2 separate regions of the Oryzias latipes genome follow, and region 1 is linked to region 2. The links are chromatin contacts, called in public Hi-C maps. All regions are on one chromosome and are shown on one strand. Each heading gives the region's core, a stretch centred on a gene start, on an enhancer-like site or on the middle of the called end of the contact. The rest is flanking DNA. Distances are from core to core; before and after follow the strand shown. Region 1 has its middle 99 kb from the start of LOC110017230. Region 2 has its middle 8.3 kb from the start of LOC111946421.

What was found. Hi-C and Micro-C count contacts between places; a contact is called where the count stands out from the background.
Region 1: a contact with region 2 is called in a Hi-C map of embryo, with 2.6 times the contacts expected there. The contact joins two enhancer-like sites. A contact is called at or near these places in 4 of 5 Hi-C or Micro-C datasets (embryo, fibroblasts and gastrula embryo).

The regions. Positions count from the first base shown.
Region 1 is chr19:18,449,071-18,454,574 of ASM223467v1, forward strand. It overlaps a transcript of thra not described here. Among protein-coding and RNA genes, the nearest start is that of LOC110017230, 99 kb to the right of the region's middle. Within about 2 kb of position 3,906, at least 1 of the 8 cell types and tissues checked has an H3K27ac peak or open chromatin away from gene starts, as enhancers often do. A contact at or near this core is called in embryo, where this site is marked.
Region 2 is chr19:18,274,571-18,279,542 of ASM223467v1, forward strand. It overlaps a transcript of thra not described here. Among protein-coding and RNA genes, the nearest start is that of LOC111946421, 8.3 kb to the left of the region's middle. Within about 2 kb of position 3,166, at least 3 of the 8 cell types and tissues checked have an H3K27ac peak or open chromatin away from gene starts, as enhancers often do. A contact at or near this core is called in embryo, where this site is marked.

The DNA of each region.
Region 1 (5,504 bases), core at 2,656-5,155, 180 kb after region 2:
ATTTAATAAAAACAGCAACAGAGGTCAGACAAATAGATGAACCTTTTTTACTTAAGTCACACAAAATGAAAACATTTTAGTGGCATGAGACAGCAGACAAAAACTCTTACAACCTCCATCAATTTTGCATGCATTGCTAGCTGCACCTGAAGGAGTGTCTGGATGTGCAGTTGTTCATTTTGTGCAACCTTGTTCTCTGCACTCTACTTCAGTTGAACACAAGCTTTCTCAGGGCATACAGTCTTCTTTTAAGCAACCTGTTCAGGTTCTGATAATGTTCTGAGTCAATATTCTGCAACTAATAATAAAAAGATGGAACTTTCTTGGCATGGAGTCTGCCCTGGCGCTATCAGTCGGTACATTTCCATACAGTTGCAGTGCATTTATGCTTCATCAAAGTCTCTTATGGACTGGTGTCGGGTGTTCATCTTCTAGGCGTCATGTTTTACTTCTTTAATTACCCTTCAGGTTTTAAAACAAATACAGAGAACAACTTGGAGAAGTTAGTGAACACCACTGACTGTCAGATTCTTGCTTTTGCCATACAGTCAGTTTCAGTGGTTTCACAGACCAGTTTTATTCATTCTCTTAAATTTCTCACACTTAAAGTGGCTGAAATGAAATAGAAAAGTTTCTTGACAGACTTGATGCTCTCAAGCTGAGAGAAAATCTGTAGTCAGGTGTCCTTGTCCACAGCAATGAGGAGCTCAGAGATATGCCACAAGAACATGGTAAAAACAGCAAAAGCACTGTTTTTATCAGAGTGGGCCCTTTATTCTTTATGCCAATAATGAGGTTTTTATTGCATTTTATTTCAGTTTCTGTTTGCACTGAACATCCTTCGACACCCAAAAACATTTATGAACCATTCCACATTTGAGGCTACAAATCTAAACAGAAATGCAATGTGGTGCTGCTGGAACATAAACAACTGTGTGCATGTGCAGCAAGTAGTAAGGAACTCCAGACACAGGGGCCGCGGCCAGATTTTGATCCAGGACCTCTTAGCTGTGAGACCCTGGTGGTAACCACCACCTGTCCATCGGCGTCCAACAGAAGCAGTCCAGCAGCTAAGGTCAAACAGACTTGTCTTCATAATTAGAACGCTCCCAGGTCTGGGTGCCAAATATTTCCATTGATGAGCAGCCATTTGTAAGTGATCTCGGTGCAGCCAAACTGGCTGGCACTAACAAGAGGGAACGGAGGCTGTGTAAAGCCCTCTTGCTGTTCTTCTGGCCCATAAGGCAGATTTACAAATGATTGTTTTCTCCAATTCCCGGTAGCAGAGGCATAAGCCGACGCAAAGCGCAGTTTGGAGCAGCTACAGCTCAATGGCACAAAGAGGTAGAAAAGATAAGTGGGGGCTTCCAGTAACAATCTGCATGGAAACCACTGCTCAACAGAAACAACTGAACAAAACCACCATCAGAAGAAAAAAAAACGCTGCTTCCTATGAGAAGAAAGGAAGAAGCAATGAATTTTTCAAAAAAGGGCGGGGGGCACATGAACTTAGCCTGGATGTTTTCTGCAGTCATGCAAACGTATCTGAGTTTAAATGGATGCCATGTCGTACAGACAGCAGGTCTGCATGAAGACCAGCTGATAATCTCTTGTCACGTTCACCATGACAGCATGGTTATCAGCAGCAGAGCCTCTGAAGAAACGAAACAGCAACTGCATCAAACCTGAGGTCTCGACCCCTTCTCCGATTTTGGAGAATATTATTAATTTGCCAGCCACCAATAATAACTCTCAATTGATATTATTAGTGGAATATAGATCCAAAATTAATTTCTAAACAGGCAAAATCACTCTCAAGATGCATTACTGTAAAGATTATTATGAGTTATACCTTTTCTCTGCTTTTTCATCCAAATTTGGACAGCAAGTATCATATTTATAATGCTTTTTGACTGTAATATTCATCAGAAAGTGGAAAATATCCTTGTTTCTTTAAAATGTAGCCATACAGGATGAACATTATGAAAGTGTCATGTTTTGTTAAAGAATAAAATACCTTCAGGTATGTATAAACTTTGTGGTACATGTGTTACAGTGGAGAATAACAACACTGATATTTTAAAGTCGGGCTGCGTCGGGCTGACGCAGTGGTTAGCCCTCTTACCTCACAGTGAGAAGGCCCAGCAGTGACTGGATCAAATCCCTACTGGGCTCTTTGTGTGTGGAGTTTGCATGTTCTCTTCGTTAGTGCCACACAATATGAGGAAAACTTGCAATCTGGGATATTAGTGAACCAAATTGCGGTCATGATAAGTCTTGTGATACATTAAAAAAATGGAAAAACAAAAAACTACTAAAATATCATTTGCTTTCCACATTTGAATAAAAAGTCAACATGAATTGTACTGTAAGCTATCTTAATAATAGAAACGAAGGAACTCGCATGTCTAGGAAACTCATCAAAGACCAAATATCTACCTTTCTGGTAGTCCTGGACAACAATTAAGACCAATGTAGGTAGTGTGAGAATTGTTTTTTTTAAACATAACAGTATCTCTGTCAATGCATGTGTGTAAACATTTAAGGTAACTATAACACAGTTTACAGTCTTTTGCGATGTGTACTGCACAACCTGATATGGCACTGTCAAAAAATGTTGATTTGTTGAATAAGCCTACTCCTCGTGTGTGTGTGGGTTTTCTTTGGGCATTTCGGTTTCCTCCCACAGTCCAAAAACAAGCTTCAATGGTTAATTGGTGTCTCTAAATTTCTCCTAACTGTGTATGTGAGTATATTGTCTGTGTGTGGCCCTGGTGACCTGTTCAGGGTGTACCCCGCCTTCGTCCAACAGTAGCTGGGTTGACTCATGTAACCCCAAAAGGGAGTTAGCAAGTTCTGAAGATGGATGGACGGATGTTGCTCATCACAGCCATGTTACTTAGTGCACATCTTTTAATACTCCAAAACAAAATAATCGAAACTTCAGCGGATCTCATCCCAGAAGCTTGAACGATTGGTTACTGCAGCTTTTTATCAAAACTTAGGAGCGTTCATCTTTCAGAGCCCTCTATTGAAGCACATCTTCCTCCACCAAAAATTCCCAGATCTGATCTGGAGCTTCACTGCCTTGCTTGGTTTCTAATGTACACTACTTATTGATGGTTACGTTCAGTTATATTCAGCAAATAAGAACAAAAATGCCAGAAAAATGATAGAAAAACAGTTTAAATAAACTGTTTGACCTCCACGACAGATGTGCACTCCTTTACAAAACCGCAGCATCAATTAGCTGAGTTACACAGCAGTCTTTGGATTATCAGATGACATTTTGTGCTTGGCTGCTTTCACTCTGGCTTAACTGCCATGCCAGCCTCTTCCATATGGAAGCTATGATCTAATAAGTCACAGGCAACATCTGAATAGATCACAGGCAACATCTGAAAGACCCCCAGGCTCATCCTCCATCCGAGTCAGCCGAACAGAGACAGCGCTGAACATGAGACTAACAGGCATGTGGAGTCGGAAGTGAACAGTAAAAACAACAATCACTCTGAGCTGGTGACTGGATGCAGATACATTTCAGTTGCTAATCTATAGTGTTTATATCTAATAAGTAATAATGTCCAATAGACACGATTAATGCAGAAATATCAATATGAAGCCACCATGCTCTGATTAGACAGTCAAAGACATCGCTGCTCTGGCACAATAACTGGTTTGGTTGCTACAACAGTTATCGCAGTGAACAGGAACATAACATCTCCACATTCTGTCAAGGACACGCAAACAACCATCAAATCTCAGGCCTTCCCATTACACCCCGCTCAGGACAGGAATAGCTACCAAGACACCGACCTACCCAGCATGCCCTCTGCTTCTACAGACAGCTCTGACATCATGTGAAAGCGGCTTCGGATTCTGACGTCAGCTGCACACAGAGGGATTACATAAGAGGATGCTGTTCACATTTGAGCGCTGGAGGTCTGCCCCTCCAAAGGGGAGCAAGAGCAGACATGATGGGGGCGGGGGCAGAAAAAAACAAGAAGGAATAAGGGTCACAGTAATAGATGTTGGAAGACAGTTAAGGACTTCAACCCTTTGATGCATAAGTTGAGCCAAAAGTGACCCCACGGGTTTTTAACTGTATTTAGTTTAATGAAAAATTAGAGAAGTCTAGTATATTAGCGCAACATTTAAACAATTATTCAGATAACTATACTATGAAGAACATGCTAACAAGTCAACTTAGCTCTTTATATCACTTCAAATCACTTAATATGTTGAATTCTTCATCGTTGGTGTCACTTGGGAAAATTCTGCCAAGTCTGTGGTTCTTCTTCTACGTTGTTGTCAGTAGCAAACACTGATACACACACCTACAGTGCCTTTTAGAAGCTGTTGCTATATGTTTTTAATCTCATAATTCAGACCCTCAGCCAAACTATGCAAAAAAAATAACGTTAACTCCGAAAAATGCTGTATTTTGCGCTTTGGTTCTATTTAGGGTCATATCTGACCCTACCTGTGGAAATGTGCAAGTATTGGTAGGTTATGCATCCAAGGGTTAAGAAAGTCAAATAAGGCTGTATTCATCTGTCTAGTGGCCTCACATTACAAACTCATGAGCTAAGATCGCGTATTTAGGCCCAATTCAATATTTACCATTGGTTCTGCAGGAAAACCAAAGACAAACACGTGGCTGCCCTGTTGATGGAGAGCACTTGGTCCACTTGGGATTCTTCCGCAGCATGTTCATACCTGAGTGACAAATTTGTCTATGGCTAATCAGCAACCTAAGGACAGTCCACTGCCATTTAAACTGATGGCTAATGATTAATGGAGAGGCACCTGGGGCAAAACCAGCTGATATAACATTCAAGTAACCTGGATTGACTCTGTTTTGGTTCACATCAATGGAAAGTTTCTAACTCTAACTCCACGTGTTGACACACAATAAATATAGACCCCAGAACTCTAAGTATCCTTCTGCCCCAACATTGGCTGGTGTTAGCTGAGATAAAAACCTCTCGTTTGCGTAGTCCTTTGAAAAATAATTGAAAAGAAAAAAAAATATCAGCCCAAATGATTTTCTTTATTTCCATCAGCTACCCATCTTGACGGGGAAATCCATACATTCAGCTAAAATCAATACGTTCTGCCCCCTTTGTCCCTTTGAAAAACCGAGCAGAGAGTGGAAACCCTGGCAAGCCTTTGAGTGCACTGATTACACAGAGAGATTTAATTATTCCTGCTGCTTTCATGCAGCAATGAAGGCATTCAGAGGCAAGCGGCTGCAACAGGCCCAACAACTTGTCACTGTTGTATTGACGATCGCCAATCAAACCCCTGACACCCCTTGGACTGGGGATGGTTTAACTCGAGTTGAGGAATGATAAAAAGTAGGGGGCCGTGGAATAACAAGACAGCATTATTAAAGGGAGCGACAATCAGCACCTTGTGCATTCGCTGTAAAATCCCTTTTGGTGTAAAAGAAGGGGTATTTGGGGGCAAGTGTGTCAAAACTAACATTTCAACTGGTGCAT
Region 2 (4,972 bases), core at 1,916-4,415:
TTGCGTGAAACTGGAAAAAATATGACCCAACCCTTTTTCGTATTTATTTTTATTTGCTATAGTTCTCTAAATTTATTCTAAAAACGTTGATAACATGGTTGTTTTAACTTTTACTTTGTAGCAAAGACATTTTTTTAATGCAGGTACGTGTTTTACAGTTTTTAAATTACATTGCTGTTGCCAACTAGTTTAGATTTAGTATTTAATCAGAATGTGTGCAACTTTAAAAAATGATTTCCAGGGGTTATTAACTCTGAACATAAATCTTGTCACGAGATAAAATTCCACAGTTTTCATAATCAATCTCTGCTGATGTCCAAACATGATGCCAAGAGGAGGTCAACTCAAGCCATCAATAAGGGATCATTTAATGGGAGTTGGAATTAAAGGCAGCTTTGCCTGAAAACCTGCAGTAAAGTTCATATTTGTTGGAGTCATCGCAGGCTGAATTTTTTCATCTGGTCCGGGTTTTTGCAATCTACTTTTGAAGGTTTAAAGATCTTAAAACGCTTTTTTCCTTTATCCTCTGTTGGCATCATCTACACCCTGCTGTATAGAAACTTTTCAGTGCCACAACCTAAAAAAGGGGCTTTTGCGGTCAAATGTACAGCCCAGACACAACAAGCACAGCATTAGCATGCTTATCCCTGCCACATGTCCATTTCCCGGCACAACGGTGTGCAGCAACCTCAGTCCCTCTGTAGGTTCTGGAGTAGCGTGACGGCGTGGACAATGCTGCTGCCGTCACCGCGACCTTAGAGGACAGGAGGTGCAGCGACTGGAAATGTCAGGGAAAGGACTGAACTTTCAGGCATTTGCTCAGGAGAAAAGCAAAAATGTACACAAACATGATGATGATGATGATGGCTTTTTGAACAAATAAATGTGTTTTTTTAGAAGATACACTCATGAAAGGAAAATAATCTAAATGTTAGGAATTTTGATGCTGAACCAGATTAAAGAACATTTTTGAATTTAAAAAAATGAAAGAACCATTAAAGGACATAAATAATTTCAGCATAAAATAAAAAACACTATTTTTAACTATTGTATTTACAGAACAGCCGAAGATTTGGCTGACTTTGTGTCCTGTTCTGCCATTCAGTCACAGCCAACTTTCTGTTCAAACGAACAGAAACGCCATCAAATTATTCAAATCAAGATTCTATTAGGCTTAATGTAATATTCCTCATCGGATATCTAAGTAAGACATCCGATTTTTAATTTCCTCTTACAAATCAGTAAAGCTTTTTTCATTAAATCAGATTTATCTCCAGTATTCTAATGTCTTAGCGAACGTTTTGAAGATAATCTGATTAATAAATCCTTGAGGTGAAAACAAAAAGCTATAAAATTGACCTGAAATCCTTCAGCAGGACGCGAAAAACTTTATCTTTCCACTCTGCAGAAATATCAATAGGTAAAAACTTGTTTTTCATTTTTTTAAATCTAAAGGTTTGCAGTATTTCGTCTTTTGCTTTTATGTATTTTCTCTGTAGATAACGCATGTGAGCGTCAAAGTTTTTTCTACATCACAAATAAGATCTTTGTCGAACTGCCCCTTGATTTTTTTTGTCTGCTCCTGATTCACAAGAATTAAAGACATACTCGGAAAGTCAATTTTAAGCTTAATTTTCTTTATATATATGTTCTCAATCATCAGGAAAATGCCACAAGAACATGTTAAAAACACAAATTTCATCGGAGTGGGTCTTTAAGCGTTTGTGTTACACATCACGACCATCTGCCTTTCATTAGCTTCAGGTTCTGGTCGTCCCACATGTGGCGTGGAGGGTTGTAGATCTGAACAAGGGGCTTGGTTGAAACTAACAGGAAGTCTTCACCTGACTGAGTAAACAGGATTATTTTGGGACATTTACTTCACTTTTCCCTCTAAACTTAGTTGGGAGGTTTTAATGTTAATTTAAACAAACATTTGGCCGTGTAAAGAAGATTTTTTGAAGCGCAACATCATATTTCCTCCTACACAGAAACTTTGTGTAAGCAAACATTTGAATGACTTGAATTCTGTCTCTCCAGAAATGAAACCTGACAAAACTGGTTTTAGTTTGGCCTTAGAGTCCAGGAGCAGTGTCACTGGACCACGCGGGCTTTGACAGAACGTCTGACATCCGGTCATTTCTACCACTGCAGCTGTTTCCCATCCACCACTTCCACTGCATGCAGCATGAAGAAGACTCCAAACACTATTCTTTTCATTTCGGCTTAATAAAGCAAGGACCCGCTGAGGATTTCTGTGTGAAGGTCAACTCCAATTTGTATTAACACAGACATCAATTCTTTTTGTTTCAGCGCTACACTGGAGAAAATGCACAAGAAAATTGATAATTGAGGAGAAGAAGAAGCAAAAAACAAAAGGAACAATGGCTTTTCTTCTAAGGTTTATCATCATTTATTAGAAAATGTTTTTTCCTTTTTACCTGAGAGAATCCTTCAATAGCTTCTTTCACCCACTCTCAAATAGTCATTTGTGTGTGTGTGTGTGTGTGTGTCTGCACGTGTGTGCGCTTGGACAGGAGGCTCTCATGAAAGGATGCAACAGTTCCCTAAATGTACGAAACAGATCGAATTACTCTTTGACCTATTGCACTTTGTCAAAAGTAAAAGAATGTATTCTTTTTTTGTTGAATGATTTGCCTAAAGGCTAAAGCTTCTGGAATTTTTGGGGCTTAAACTAATTTAAATAAACATTAAAATGGTGCAAAAAGCATTTGGTTACAAACTAACTTTTTCTTCATCTAGTAACAATTAGAACTAAAGATTCCTCCACTTTAAGGGGGGGGTCCAGCCTTTCAAAGTGCTTTGAGTTAAGTGCTTTAGCAAAAATGGAGGGTCAGCAGGTTCATCTCAGGAGGTTTTAACTTTTCTGTTTCATTTCTTTAAATATAAATCCGATAAAAACCGTCCTCACAAGTCAAAGGTTTCACATTTAGATGTCTAACCTCTTGTCTTGCTCCCAGGACATGAAGATTTGAGACAGGAATTTCACAAATGTGGGTTCTGAGGCCCTAAAGCGACCGAACTATGAGAGCCCTGGACTACAACAAACCCCTTCCAAGCGCCTCACACACACACACACAGACGCGCGCGCACACTCTGCTCTCAGAGCAGTTTACAAAAAAACATCACATCCCGTGGAATCCTTGTTCTCCATAGCATTCCCACTCCCCCCTTCCTCGTCTCTGGGACCCCAGGGGGGCTTGGGGGATTTACGGGCCGAGCTCAAGGCCAGCGATCCGGGTTTTTGGGTCATGCTCAGAGCCTCGGGAATTCAAGCATGGCCAAATTAGATTTCGTCATCGAGACGGGCTCTTTGTTGTTACGCTGAGACCACCTTCTCGGGGGGCTTGGGGGGGATTGCATAGACATCTTGCTACCTGCATGTCTTAGTTACTACATTTGGCATGGGGGTGGGGGGCTCGAACACAACAACAGAATTGCAGGACGTTATAGACAGATTCCACTCTGGTCCAAACTGTCAACATTCAAACCCAGTTTTGTGAGGGGTCGGGCTTTGGAGCCCCACAAAACCAGCCTTTCAAAACCCCGGCAGACTGTTGAAGGACTCATCTGAGCACAGACCAGTCTGGTGTAGAGAGGGGGCTTCACTCTTGGGGGGCATCTTTGAAGCGTGTCGTCAGAACTTAGAACAGCAAACAGAATTTTTCGGGGTATTTTCTGAATTCTGCAGGGTTTTTTTAGGGAGGGGGGGGGGTGACTTTAAGGAGACTTTGGACAAATGGGACAGATTCATTCTGAACTTTGGTGATGTGGGTGCTTGCATCAATGACCCCCCCCCCCCCCCATCTCTTCACCCTCCATTCCTGCCAACACCCCCATCAATCCTTTGGATGAGCTGATTCTGGCTCCACAGGTGAACACACAAACACCACACAGCGCACAGGTGTGGTGGCAGGATCATGGTGGGGGGGGGGGGGGGGGGTAGGATGTTATCTCTTAGCAAACAAGGAGGCACAGGTTCATGATGAATGTCACGGGGCACTTTAGAATATCTGCATGCACAGGTGAGAGGGAGCGCACGTGGAAATGTGACAAGCATTACACAATTCCTGCAGTTCCCCCCCCCCCCACCATTTAAATGAGAGTGGGATGACAGACTTTTTACACCGAACAGGCGGCGGGAAAGTGGATGAAAGCTGAACACAGAAAACGCACAAAGCTGCACTGCACCTTGCAGATGGGCAACACAAATGTTTTCAGTTTGTGTTTTTCTTTTGTTTGTAATGTTGCCTGACACCGTGATCTGTTCTGCTGGTGTGTGGAGGTGCGGTTGCGGGGTCTGTCCCCACCCCATCAATCTGTCAGCTACATTCAGTTCCATTAAAACACTCTGCAGAGTCCCTCGTTTTCTGGCCGTTTCAGCTCCGTGCCTTTAAGGTTTCACCTTCTGGCATGTTCTTCCGTCTGAAACAATAACCGGGCCCCAGAGCTGGAGGAAAGAGTCCTTTAGGAGCTCCTACAGACGCGTTTAATCTTTTTTTCTCTCCATATGCCGCTCGGGACTTTCACATGTGCCTGCAAAAACTCTCCTCCCAAGTTCCTTTGAGTTATGTGAGGTATGAAAGTTCGGTTTTTCTTTTTTAGGTTGGATTCTATATACAGTTTTTTTTTTCTCCAAAACTGTTTCATAAAAAAAAAAGAATATTACATATTAAAGAAATTTCTATTATGTTGGTTGTAAGTTCCTCCGGATAAAAAGGGACGGACAACTGGACAGACAGACACATCAGTTGGCGTACGGACACAAACAATAGATGTGAAAAAGAAGCTCTCTACGTTACACTGCACACATCGTCAAAAGTGACTACAGCCAATTCTTCTCTCATTTAGACAGAGCAGTTAAAGCCTCAAAATACAAACAGAAATGAAAGAAAACAATGACAAAAATGAAAAACAAAACAAAACACAGGTCTCTGATCACTTTTTTAGG